2 separate regions of the Zea mays genome follow, and region 1 is linked to region 2. Evidence: chromatin contacts called from public Hi-C data. All regions are on one chromosome and are shown on one strand. The core of a region is the stretch at or near the end of the contact, and the rest is flanking DNA. Distances in the headings are between cores, read along the strand shown. Region 1 holds the start of LOC103626156 (E3 ubiquitin-protein ligase MARCHF9). Region 2 holds the start of LOC100284372.

The links. A called contact is a pair of places that touch in the nucleus more often than the background predicts.
Region 1: a contact with region 2 is called in a Hi-C map of tassel, with 2.3 times the contacts expected there. The contact joins the promoter of LOC103626156 here to the promoter of LOC100284372 in region 2. A contact is called at or near these places in 3 of 25 Hi-C or Micro-C datasets (ear, endosperm and tassel).

Annotation. Positions count from the first base shown.
Region 1 is chr5:28,637,886-28,640,585 of Zm-B73-REFERENCE-NAM-5.0, reverse strand. LOC103626156 (E3 ubiquitin-protein ligase MARCHF9) reads right to left here and starts at 1,397. Exons shown (of 6, transcript XM_008646545.4): 1 at 717-1,397. The coding sequence starts at 1,072. LOC103626155 reads right to left here. Exons shown (of 7, transcript XR_552741.3): 6 at 2,581-2,634; 7 at 2,230-2,417.
Region 2 is chr5:28,451,072-28,453,771 of Zm-B73-REFERENCE-NAM-5.0, reverse strand. LOC100284372 reads right to left here and starts at 1,438. Exons shown (of 6, transcript NM_001157267.2): 1 at 1,275-1,438; 2 at 202-269. The coding sequence starts at 269.

The DNA of each region.
Region 1 (2,700 bases), core at 148-2,647, 190 kb before region 2:
GTCCTATTTATAATAATTCTACACATAAAAGATCTTACTATCAGCAAACTTGAGCACGAAGTTGCTGTAAGTTCAAACCATTCCGAATATCCTTTGCTTCTACATTCAAGGTCAACCCAACTGCATTGGAAACATAACCTACCTTCTCATGACCGCCTAAATACCTTGGAGACCCTAATATATCATAATTACCACTTTGTAGTCCTATTTGCACTTCATGAAAGCCTAACTACACTAACATATGGGCTGTAAATAAGCACATACCACAAACACTGACAAAGTCAATACTAAAGAAGATGCAGACAAACTGACAATGAACATGTTCACAAACTTGTTGCTCGCATGTTATATGTGATAAACAACACTCACCCAACTGCAGGCAAAAAATCCATTGGTGTAATGACAGACAGAAAAAGGCAGCTAGGGTAATCAGTTCAGTTGACATGATCCATGTGCTAGGGCGACTCCAAGAAATGAATCACTACATCATAAAAGGAAGTTCGTTCATACAGCTACAGTCACTTCACTGCATGAGCATCGCCCGAAGCCATCGCAGGTAATCCATGGATGGATAAAACGCGCAACTGCTAAACGTAACGAGGTCCCCATACAAAATCGGAACGCTCCAAAACAGAACACACCCTCGTCCCCGTCCCAACTCGCAGTTCACTAAAATGGCCTGAGCTTGCACAGGAAAACCCACACCGACTGGATACCTGCATTGCTCGTAGTCGTCCAAGCTGTCGGAGTCGGACCTTGCCAGCCCGGCTTCCTTCGCGGCCGCCGAAGCGGTCAACGAAACCGAGGTGGCCATAGGCTTGCCGTCACCGGCCTGCGGGGAGCATGCCGGGGAGCCACCCTTTGCATCGGGCATCTGAACATCCTCGCCTGGCCGCGAGATCACGATGGTGACAGCTGGCAACGGCGCCTCGGTCTGCGATGCCACCACCACCTCCTGCTGCGGCGCCGGCGACGGAGCCTGCAGCACAGGAGGTTCATGGGCCGGCAGCTCTGGGATCGTCCCCGGGTCAAGGCCCGTGCAGGGATCCGATCCGTCCGCGCCGCTCGACATGAGCGGTCCGCCGGATCCCACCCAGCACCTCCCCCTCCTCTGCGGCTCTTCGTCGACCACCTCGCGTGGGCGTGATGAGTGCCACTTTGGTGTTGGGGGGCGGGTTACGGAGCACCTACTTCTGCTAGTGTCTGCTCAGTATCGCGACGGCGAGGGGAAGGAAGCGGTGGGGGCCGCCGCCGACGGGGAGATCAGATGGGGACGGGTTGGATGGGCCGCCGACGGTGTGGATTGGGGATAAGGACGACGGCTTTGAGGGGAATGCTGGTTTGGCTGATCAGTGGGACTTTAACACTGCAGGACCCATATGTCAATGGAAGCAGGTCGTAGTCGAACGAGTATGGAAAGTTGACGTTATAATATTCATCTTCGCATCTGTAGACACGAGACAATGCGGACCTGTGTCTCCGGTGGCTGTGCCCATTAGGGTTGAAAACAGAACGAAAAAATCTCGTCACGATTCGTACCATTTTCTATATTTGATCCGACCGTTTCCGTATTTACGGAAAAATATAGAAACGGGACGGAAACGAGAGAGCTTATTCCGTCGGTTTTTTTGATCCCGTTTTACCAGATTGAACCTTTATTTATTCCGTATTTGACAAATATAGGACGAGCCTAATATGCATTAGTATATAAACTATATCATCGTGTGTTTAGGTGACAAATTATAGCAAATTGGTCATTGTAACCACCGGCTCTTTTCAAATGACAAGTGATCTAAAGTCTTAAACAACATCGAATGTAGCTAAATGTACACATTTAGCAACCAAACAACAATAGAATGTTGCCTCTCTATATTTATTTGTTTTATGTTATTGTTCTGTCAATCAATCACTAGTCAAACATCAATAACATTTCTATTTGTATTAAATTATTAGTTTCCGTTAGTATTTCCGTTTCTGTTCGTTTTCGCAATTCCGTTTATCCCGCTTCCGTTTTCGTTCCCGACTATTCCGGATCCGATCCCGTTTCCGATGATAAAATGCGGATACGGAAACGGGAGACAGGTTTTTTCGTCCGTTTTCGTCTGTTTTCATCCCTAGTGCCAATCACATACTACTTTCTCAGTTATATATCTACTAGGTATGTGCCCGTACGTTGCAACGTCACACAAAATATTCAGAAAAATATTAATGCATGAATACATCTGAGAGTAGTCATGATGTAAAACTATTTTGGTAGTTGTCTCGCAAAGACAGAAATATCAGAAGTTGTATAATCTGACATGACAGGTAACATGACCCATGAAAAAAATATGAACCGAAACATGGTCTCCCGCAAGCCAAGCACGCTCTTTCTCCTTCAGCACGAGCAGAGTCAATCCCATATAGATCCAGTCGATCTTGATGACACCGAAAAAGATACAAATGAATTAAAACTCAACATTCGTCTTTTATTTGGAACCTTTTCTTTTCAGCAAAATTAAAGTAGTATGATATCAACAAGATGTGCCACTGTTCTTTTTTGTGACAAACCATAATGACTTGTGTGTTAAACTACGATACCTTTTGAACAACGACAACTGTTGCCTGAAAAGGTGTCATGTCTTCGTATGGAAGCTGAAAAGAAAAGGCCAACTCAGCAATTAGCAAAACCACACTTCTACTCTACCATTACAACGGCGA
Region 2 (2,700 bases), core at 189-2,688:
TACATAAATAAACAAAGGCAATTGGAAAAAAATGATCCCCTTAAACCGAAAGAGTAATTACTCCACATAAGTCAATATATGCACAGGCGGTGAGTGCAATAGAAACATATGTGCTAACACAAAGCAAACGCACTAAATAGAAAGTAAAGCTCTGCAGAACTGTTGATAGGTCATCTTGAATAAATTTAGAAGCATAAACACCTGCGCACGCTACCCTTCCCCCCGGTGCGCACAGCACCTGCCATCTTCTTGAGCTTTTCAACATTCATCTGTATGAAACACAAAAAAATCAGTACACAATTTGTTCAGTAACGGCAACGGATAGAACCAATATGTAGTAACATTTGTCCGGAATCAGTACACAATTTGTTCAGTAACGCAGCGGACAGAACCAATATGTAGTAACATTTGTCCGGAAGAAGTAACGGAAGCAGAAATTACAATGTCAAATAAAACATATTTGCACATAGAAAAGGAAAAGGTGCAATCAAAAATAAATGCTATAACATAGCGTAGAAGTGCATAAAGGAAGTTATAAAAAGTGGCAAAATACAACAATATGCCACGACATAAACAAGTAACCATAGACAAAAACGGCATAATGCCAAATCGCACCAGTTCAGACAACCAATAGCATGGACCCTGGCTATTTCAGCAATAAAAATACGCATGCACCCTGACTATTTGAACAATAAAACATGGCAGACGCAGTGCTTAAGGGAAGCCACGCAGTAGAAATCTTCTGAGCCACTAGTAAATCGGTCTTAACCTAACTTCTCTGGAGCTAACTGCATTCATTTACTAGAACTATCCATGCAGCTGTTACCCAGGACAAAACGCTACGAGTCTACCACAGTATCACTCCCAGAGTGCGGAAACTAAACCAATGACTTCTTGTACCCTCCAACACTGCGTAATCTAGCACGGCTCCTGCTTTCAAACAGCATATCAAGCGATTAATCAGGACCAAGGTACGTCTTTTTCCCCGAACACGATATCCCAAATCTAATAAACATGGGATCTACTAAGCCCCAGTGCTTTCCCGCTAGTTCGGACCACAAATCAAACAACAAAACAGCCCAAAGATAGCCTCCAGTTACAACGACCTTAAATCGTGCAAACGCACATGTACGTAACCGGGCTAAACGTGCAGATCCAGCAGCTCCTAGGCCAAACAAAACCGCGTGAAACACTGCTAGTCGATGCGAGAAGGAAGCTACCCACGATACCGTCGCTACTCCACGGGACTGGATATATGGAGATAGGAAGCTCACCTTGGCTCGGGAGAGGAAGGGAAGCCGCGGCGGCGGCGGCGGCGGCGGCACGGGCGGGCGGGGAGAGGATAGGAATGCTGGAGACCCGGGAGTGGGGAAAAGGATAGGGCTCGGGAGGCTGGCTGGACTGGCTGAGGCCCTTTCTAGTTTAGGGTTTTAACCCTGAGGGTTCCTCGCCCGTCCGATTTGCGATGAACGGGTGGCGCGGGGCTCTGTCTACAGCGTGCGCAAGTGGAAGACTCGTGCTCGTTTGTGTGGTTGGTCTGGTTAGTTTTCCTCTCAATCCATATAGATTAGGTAGGATTGGATAGGGTTTAATGTTAAATAAGTTAAAAAAATTCATAAATTTTTCAATCACATCAAATCCATATGAGATAGGAATAACCAAACAAGACCTAAATCATGAGAAATTTTTCTATTAGGCCTTAGGTTATGTTCGGTTATTTCTATCTCATATGAATTGAATGAGAGTGGGAAAAATATAAGACCTTGTTTGGTTACTAGCTGAGTGTCCGTGCGTTGCAACGGTAATATATAATACCAGTATACTACGATAACTTATATATAAAATGTGTGTTATATTGTTATGAGAAAATGTTTCATAATCAATTTGTGATCCTAGTCATACATAAATTTTGTTATTTTAATCTAGTTGTTTCACCACTACATTGCAACCATCAGTATCATGCAGACTTCGATATATGCCACGATTTGTATGGTCTCATCATTGGAGAGCACGTTCCACATATGCTGGAAGAAATTTCCTCGTACATCGTTAGTCATCAGACACGCACAACCATACGCTCTTGCTTAAACAAAAAGGTAAATGTGTGTGTTTGCGAAGAGAATTAAAGGCAGGTCGGCACAAAAGCTACCTGACGGTGGCGAGGATGACGAACTGGTCACTGTTGTCGATCCTCCTCTGCGTCACCTCCGACGCTAAGATGACGCCACAATCCTCGGTATAGTAGTCGTCGAACGCGCGCGACATGACGAGTACCGATGACTCTTGGTTGGGCTGCCAAACGAAGTGTACCCCGGGCTCATCAGCGAGGTAGTACCCCTGGCCGTTGCACCACCAGATGCGCTACTCCACTACATACATCATGTTCGAGGACACTCACACAACGTCAGCAACGTCCATCGTCCCAGCGCACAAGAATTCATGTCCGGTCAGTAGCGACTTATGTGGTAGGTTGGGCTTCAGGTGGACAATGAGCTAGACGACGTGATGGCGTCGTCATCGGATGCGGTGTCCAGAATAACCCGAGAGTCGTCGATGTTGGTGACAACCATGAGGCCTCCCTGCTTAACGATGGACAGCGCGGTGCAGCTGCTCTGGACCGCGTCCAAGTGGTGGCTTCGCGGGAGCTTGTCGTACACAGCGGCGCATGCGACCACGTAGGACTGCTTCTAGAGGTCGAAC